Regions from separate parts of the Mus musculus genome. Here region 2 is linked to region 1. Evidence: chromatin contacts called from public promoter capture Hi-C data. All regions are on one chromosome and are shown on one strand. The core of a region is the stretch at or near the end of the contact, and the rest is flanking DNA. Distances in the headings are between cores, read along the strand shown.

Region 1 (4,045 bases), core at 978-3,477:
TGGGTCTCATCAGGATCACGGAGCTCAGATGTCAATGGGTCAAACCCACACAACAGAGCAAGCAGAGCATGTGTGAGGAGAGATGCTAGCAGCAGGAAGAAGCCCTGTGTGCACAGAGTAACTGCCTGGGCTTTGTAACACAAAGGTGTTAAGAGCTGGAAGACGGGGAGGCAGCACCAAACTTGAGTCTTAGTTTGGCACTGGCACGTAAGTGTGCCAAGACTGATACAAAATTTAGCTAAGTCCTTTTAGCAGATCTGCCAACAGCCACAGGCAACCCAGCCTCCCAAAGTCTGCCCCCAAACACCAGGACTCCCTCCTCAGTCAGAGGACATGAAATACTCATAGAATAGCCAGAACCTCCAGAAATGACAAACTGCAATAGTGCACACAGACTCCTACAGAGCAAATCTTATAATTCCTCCTGGAAGATAAAGATCCTATCTATGTTACTTTCAGAGAGAGGCAGTTTCAAGTTTCACTAGGCCTGGTCAGATGGTATCTCTGACATTCTCAGCCTCACTGGGGCTCCATCAGGAGTCTGTGCTGGTTAGCACCCTCTGGAAATCTAGCCAAGCCCCAGAAGGGGTGACAAGATCCTGAGTAGGGCTTGGGGCAGAGGTCAGGTTGTTCCTCTAGCCTACCAATATGCCCAGTACTGTGAGGGTCTCTAGAGATAAAACGGGTCCTACAGCCAGAGAGTAGAAGATCTGAGGAGGACATAACCCAGGAAATGAGTCTGAGTAGAGCGGGGTCTACAGTCCCTTCCTGAAGGACCTTCTGCAGTCCAGGACCAGGATAAGGAGGCCCAAGGTCAGAGAGGACCCAGTGGGTCAGGAGATTTAAGAGGTTTGGCAGTCTGAGAAGAACTGGGCATGGGGAGGAAGAAGATTTGAACACACCACAAAGGGTTGAGGAGGAAGGACTGAAGGGGACAGAGGTCTGAACAGGTCAGAGATCTGAGGAAGATACAGGCTCAGATCCTCAGAGCAAACTCGGTTGGTAGCCCACAGCCCCGTGAAAGTTGGACGAGCCAATCGTAGCCTCCGGTCTGAGAAAACTTTAGCAAGATTTGGGAAAAAACGTCTTAGGGGGATGGAGATCCGAGACACATCAGGGGTCTGAGGACCATATCTGAAGAGGCCAGGGGTCTGAGGAGCACCAGGATCTGAACAGGAGAGGGGTTTGAGAAGGACAGAGATCTGAATACCTCAGGGTCTGAAAAGGAGTAAAGGCAGAGATGTGAACAGGACAGGGGTCTGAGGACGCTGGCTCAGGGCGCACAGAGCAGACACCTCTACAGCTCGCAGCACCACATCTGAGGAGAAAACTTTTCACCAAGTTCTGGAAAAGGCGCACGTCGCGACAAGCGCTGGCCGAGGGCAGTCGCACGTCAGCCGGACCCCAGCCCTCCCAGCCGCCCTCTCAGACCTCCCTGCCTGGCCGACGCAGCAGCAGGTGGCAGCGGTCAGCCATCCGCAACCTCTCAGCTTGACCCTGCAGAGCCCCCTCAGTACCCGAGCTACCGCAGCTCCAACGCCATCTCCCCGGCCCGTGGCCCGCAGCCCAGGCCCCGTGGGGCCCGCAACTCGCTGGGCTAAGAGCGTAGACTCCGCAGATGCCCAGCCTCAGCAGGTGCTTGCCGGCCGCCCGCGGCTAAAAGCAGCCAGCGCCAGACCCCACCCCCGCCACGCCCACGCCACGCAGCCACGCCCCCACAAGGCTGCTTCTCTTCCCTTCCGCTGAGCCTCTTTAGCCCAACACCCAACGCAAATCGCTCGCTCCCAGGGCCTCAGGCGTACCGCCACGCCCCGCACTCCAGAGCCACGCCCCCGAGAGCTCACTAGCCACACCCCACGCTCGTCCCTAGTCACACTCCGGGGGACAGGAGCGTTACCACGCCCCGCGCTCCCTATCGCCGCCCTCACGCTCCCTAGCCACGCCCCCGCTAAGCTTCCACTGCTCTTCCGCCAGGGCTCTCGCCCCCCGCCGCAGCTCCGTAGAGCTTAGGAGCCTGCTATTTACTACCGCTGCTCCTCCGGCCTGCCAAGTATCCGTCCTGGGTTTCGGGAGTTGTGTCCCTGGCCCTTTTCTGTCCTCAGGCCCAGGAAGGGCTGCAAGGAAAGTTCCGAGAGAGTCACAGTGTCCATACCGGCACCGCAGACGCCTGGCGGAGGCCCCTTACCTGGTCGGCTCCGCCCGCGGCCATCTTGGAAGTGGGAAGTGGGAGGGAGGGGGAAAGCAGCGCATGGGGCTGATCCAGGCGTGGGGAGCCGAGCGGCGGAGCGCATCGATGGGACGCCCCTGTCCAGCAGCTGGGGGAGTCTTAACAGCCCACGGGAGTATTTAGGGGTACACGTGAGCGCAGGTTACAGATCATTGACCTTGGAATGCCCTCCCGGTATAGCCTTAGCCTGTCACCTGTCAAACGGGCTTTTCTGATCACTGTTTCATTGCGCTTAGTGCCTAGCGCTGTAGTTCGCCAACTTTTGTCTTCACTTTAATATTTCAGTATACAACGCCCAGCAGGCTCAGGAGGTGACAAGACAGGGTTCATCATCAGTGTGTTTTGAAAGTTGTGTGATGGTCTCGCTTAGGAACTAGAAGAGGCCTCACTAGACAGCATCTTTCTCTAGCCTGAGATACAGAGATCCACCTATGTATTAAAGGTGTGTGCCACCACACCTGGCTTTATGCACATTTTACCTTTTTAAGTAGCAAAAATTACAGAGACACAATCTATGAAAAAGTATAATTCAGGAGGTAGAAGTCAGCTAGAGCTGAGCAGAGTTAAGCCAGATGTCTATGGAGGATGTCTTCTATCAGGCCAGGTCATTGTGCTGCATTTCCCTTCCTGAACTCACCTGCACTCGTTTCCTAAGCCTCAAAAAGCAGAGACATGAGTGTTTGTTGGATCCATACAAAGGGTACTTGGGATGATTTGGGTTTATTCTAGGAGTTGTCAGACCCCGAAAATTTACAAACACAAACAAGCCCCTTTAAAACCTGACTGCATTTCAGCCAGGAACCATCACATGAGGCTGGAACCATCACAGTCCTACAGGAAGAGGAATTTCCCTGCCCTGGCAGGTACCTGGAAGCAAGCAGGAGGAAATCCATTTGTCTTGGTTACAGTTCTGTTTGTGCTAGCCTCAAAGTTGCAACCTAGAAAACAATGAGTTTGAACTCCTGATCCTCCCGAGTCTACCTCCCCAGTTCTGGGATTATAGGAATGTACCACCACTTTTGTTTCAATTGTACATTCATTTCAAAACATTAGGTGATGGTTCAACCTCTGTACAACTCTCTCAAATATTTTAAAATATTTTCACAAATCTGAACACAGTCCAGAGGAAGGGCTTACAAGACCAAGGCTATATCAAAAGCTATGAAATGCACACCGTCCCCAGGGATGAAAGAAGACAGAGAGAGGTTGGGGGATAGCTCAGTGGCCTGACTTCAGTTCCAAGGAGGGTAGGGAGGAGAGAAGAAACAGACCAAGAGTCGAGCCATATCTGAGTGTCTTGGGTCTGCACATGTGTTGTAACTTTTAAACTTCCACATGGCATGTGCTGTTTCACAAGGAAACAATGTCGGGTCCCACCCAGCCACCTGAGGCCATGAGGTTCTCAGTCCATCACACCAGAGCCTTCAGCTAAATAAGCCCAGCCCTGTGCCTGTTCAATGCACAGGAAGAAGGTCTACCTGAGAGCCTGACAGCATTGACTTTCATCGTGAGACCCATCCAAGTAGGGTGTCTGCTGGGCTGGGGGACTCCAGACTCTAGCCATTCTAGGAGCCTACAAACTACTTGATAGACACTGGCTTCAACTTCCCTTTCTGGATCATGACTGTAATTACTCTAAGCACCAACTTACAATGGCAGGAGGGTAGAGGCTTAAATGGACTGGGCAGTCTTTTGTTGGCTTGCAGAGAGCTGAGAGACTTGCAGGGCATCCCTCAGGATTTGCTACATAATAGAAATTTCAAAGGTGCTTAAGTTCCTGGCAGTTTGAACTGAAAACAATGCCAGGTTCCATCACAC
Region 2 (4,045 bases), core at 1,007-3,506, 410 kb after region 1:
AGTCCAAACCAAGGAACAGTCCAGCTCTCCCAATGTGACAAGATCGTGGGAACAGAGGGGGAGTGAACAGGGAGGGGCATGGGCTGCAATGGTGGACAGCCAAGCATATCATGTCTGGCACCTGCTCTGTCCTGGCTGTGTGGGCCTATGAGCCCCCAGTGTGGGGCACTGAGCCTCCCTGTCCAGCAGAAGATGCTCCAGGGCTAATGTTTGAGCATCTGACTTGGTGGGAAGGTGATATCTGGTTAGACAGTCCAAGATGGAAAAGCCATGGGAATGGACTGGGCAGAGGCATGCTTCTCATTTAATGGTTTTCCCAGGTTATGGACTTTGCAGAGGTCTGGCCGAGCCTTCAGGACAATCAGAAGAGGAAGGAAGATTTTTTTTTTTCAACATTAGATGCGCCCATACCCTGGAGGAAGGGGTAGATAGTTAGGCAGACATCAGTCCCCTGTAGCCAGAAGAAATACCAGGCTAGGAGATGAGTCTGACCCATAGGTCAGAGGAATGTAAGAACCGTTGAGGGTGGCTGGAGCTACAGAAGACCAGAGAGGAGCATGGGAGCCATCCAGGCAGAATGAGAGGCCTACAACAGGGCAAGCGCTGGGGCAGACAGGACGCCAGAAAGATTGGAACTGGACTCAGTAAGAACTAAGAAGTGGGGACTCAGAAGTGGCTTGGCATGTGGCTGGGGGCTTTAACCTCCTTTCTAACGTAAGAAAGGTGGGAGAAAGGGTACCTTGGAGAGAACAGCGCTCCTATCCATTGCCACTGCATCACCACCAGGGACAAGGACACGTCTGGCATCTGTGTAGTGTTTCGGGGCCAAGATTGAACTAGGTCTCCTATGCGACCAACCCCAAACCTTCTGAAGGCATAAGGGAGGCTGGCACTGGGGTGTTCTACACGCTTGTACCTGGGAAAGAAGGCGAGGGGCATCTCTACCCAATCCTGCCTGTATCTGAGGAGGTCCAAGGAACATTCAGGAAGAAATTGGAACATAAACTCTCTCTAGATTCCTAGTTAGATGAAAAAGTACCTGCGAATGGCATCAGCACCAGAGAGACATAGGTCAACAGGTGAGGGAACTGGGGAGGTAGCCCCTGTGATCGCCATGGCCTTCAAGAGCCTAGGACATGGGTCCGAGTGAGGGTTGGATTCTAGAGAGGAAAGTCCCAGCCAACCACCTGGGGTCTTTGTCCAAGGTGACAGAGGAAGGGCTGCACCTGCTTGCCTGGGGGAGGGGGAGGGAATTGGAGGTGGGAGGAGGGGGTAGAGGTTCATTAGCTCTGTCCATTAGGTGTGTGGTCCTGTCCAGGCCCCAAATCTACTGAGCCTCTGTGTCCAATGGAAACTGTAAGTCCTACCCCTAGGACTAGGGGCCCGAGTACACGGTGGAGGGTGACAGTGTCAGGGAGATAGTTCCAAGAAACTAAAACGCTGTTTTATTGGACTCTCATATAAAGATAACTAACAAAATACGTTGAAAGGACGCAGCTCCATCACACCCAAAAGTGCAGGATCAGATTTTCCAGAAGGCTTCCAGTTCATCTGACCAGAACCTAAGTTCCTCTAGGTGCGGTGCATACCAGAGCTGGGGTCACACAATGGCCAGCAGGTACCTAATAGGGTGGGTAACTATGGGCGGGTCCCAAGGGTTCCTACCTCCTTTTCTGAGGACCAGGAAAGAGAAAGAAACAGACACACGGCTCCTGGGTGGGCTGAGCCCCCACGCGCCCCAGGAATCAGGTCCTTCATGGTCCTGGGTAGGGAGTCCAGGGATGTAGGTCTTGATGGGGCAGCTCTGGAGCGTGGGCAGCCTCTCCGACACGCTGTCCCCATCCGCAGCGCGGTCATGCAGGGAGATTTGCGGGAGTGCCGGGACTCCAGGGCTGAGTGAGAGGCGCACGGCTTGGGCACAACTGGCCCAGTTGGGGCAGTAGACGCCTCGGGCTCCGTGGAGCAGCGAGAGTCCTGGCCTCCAACTTCTAGCAACTTGGAGTGGACTTGGGGCTCTGCCACCCATCAGGGGAAACTGAGGCCGGGAGAGCAGCGCCACCCAGCGCTCCGAAACCCTCCCTGACACTGCGCGCCCAACGCCAAGGCCAAGGCCATGGCACAACGACCCTGAAGAACTTACCGGCCGCAGTGCTGGGCCTCCCAGCCCGCCGCGAAGTTGCTCCGAAACCGCGGAGATTGCAGCGGCCAGCTGAGCAGGCGGAGCGCGCGGCCCTACATTCAGCGCGGCCCCGGGAAAGGGGGCGGGGCCTGGGCGGGGCCTCTGCCACCCTCCATTCCTGCTGCGACCCAGGGAGACTCGGCTCGTTAAGTCGCCGGCAAGCCTGCCAATCACTATGTGCTGTCGCGAATCACGGAGCGCCTCGCCTTGCAGCGACTTGCTCTCTTGGGTCGCCAGGAGGACAGATGGCGGCGAGAGGGCGGGTCTGGCCGGCCCACAGCTTAAGTTTCCGAGTGGACTCGGCCCCGGCCCTGCCCCCTCGCCGCCCCGCCTCCAGGACATCTCTTTCCTGACCCAAGCTTGTAAGCCTGCTGCTTAACAGGTGGTTGGACCCAGGAACAAGTCTCGCGCCACCTTTGGCCCGCCTCTGCATCGTGAGGCCCCATCTTCAGACTTCAGACCGGCTATTACAATACTGACTAAGGTCGCGCACTTCGTGCCAGGCGCCCTAATTCCGACGCATTGAGATACACAGAGGACTCCCCAGTGTAGCAGCGAGTACAAAAAGTGTGTGTGCACGTGCTACCAAGTACTGCCTTAAATGATCAAAACCCAAACCCAAAAGCAGTTCAGCACTCTTTAAAGATTAGCCAGACGATAATGCCAGGCTCAGGCAGTTGGAAGCCCCTCCCCCCTCCTTTTTTTTTTTTTTTTTTTTTTTTTTTTTCCTCAGGAGTGTCTGAGAGGTGTGGTTTGGAGATCAAAACTACAGTCTTGTTTCCGTGCTCCTTCCTTTCCTGAACCGCACATCTCACTGCACCTGCCCCGGTGATCTGCACCAACAGGTCAGGCTGACAGAGACAGCATCACCATCTTATCAGGAGGAGGTTGCTCACTGAACCACTACAACCAAATACTTTGATTCTGCACCTGCTCAGGGTCTAATCTCAAGTACCCCAGCTAGGCTCACAGAGGAAGGAAGCTTATCCCAGCAGAGTGACTCTGTCCTGCCTCCATCTGGGGCCCTTTCAGAAGCAGAGATTTTCAGGTTCACCCCCTAAGTGTGGGGTGGCTGTTTCGGGGCGAGGTGGGGCAAGTTCAAGAAGCAGGAGCACCAGATGGCAGTGGCTTTTTCAGAACTATAGCCTTGCCTTACCAAAACAAGTTGCTAGAGCTGCTGGAGGGGTTACATTAAAAAAAAAAAAAAAAAAACTTCTCCCAATATGGAAAAGGAAACGTGGCCTCTGCCATAGCAATTCACATTTCCATGGTAACTAATTGTCTTAATGCATTTTCTGTTGCTATGACAGAATATCTGGGACTAGGTAATTTGCAAAGGAAAGAAGTTTATTTGGTTCATTGTTCTGGGGGGTGGGAGAAGCCAGGACCAGGCAGCACATGGCAAGGGCCTTGTCCTGCATCAACGTGTGCAGGAAAACAGAGAGAAAGGTGGGTGGCACCAGAAGAGTAGAAAACATAAGGCGCCACTCTTTGTAACTAATTAGATGACAGTAATTAATGCACCCCTCCAAAAGACATCAACACCCTTCATGGCCTAACCACCCATTAAAGGCTCCTCCTCCTCCAAACACTTCACAGCTAGGGACAAATGTCAGCGTCTGCTACTGCTAATGTAAATGTAGTTTAATTGATACATGAAAGTTATACAGGTATGTGGAGTACTGTTTGAGGAGCACACACACACACACACACACACACACACACACACACACACAGAGAGAGAGAGAGAGAGAGAGAGAGAGAGAGAGAGAGAGAGATTTAAATCAGGGTAAACATAGCTCAAGCATTTGTCATCTCTGTGAAGTTTTCCTTCTATTTTTGAGATTCCCAGCACACCACCACAAG

What was found. Capture Hi-C pulls out chosen DNA fragments and counts their contacts.
Region 2: a promoter capture Hi-C map of liver shows a contact between it and region 1. The contact joins the promoter of Wfs1 here to the promoter of Tbc1d14 in region 1. A contact is called at or near these places in 2 of 39 promoter capture datasets (both in liver), 1 of 484 Hi-C or Micro-C datasets (uterus), 2 of 115 datasets of contacts at active chromatin or transcription factors (memory CD8 T cells and microglia) and 2 of 9 other capture datasets (adipose tissue and liver).

What each region holds. Positions count from the first base shown.
Region 1 is chr5:36,580,170-36,584,214 of GRCm38.p6, forward strand. It overlaps Tbc1d14 (TBC1 domain family, member 14), which reads right to left and starts at 2,228. Exons shown (of 14, transcript NM_133910.3): 1 at 2,186-2,228.
Region 2 is chr5:36,986,726-36,990,770 of GRCm38.p6, forward strand. Wfs1 (wolframin ER transmembrane glycoprotein) reads right to left here and starts at 2,257. Exons shown (of 8, transcript NM_011716.2): 1 at 2,141-2,257.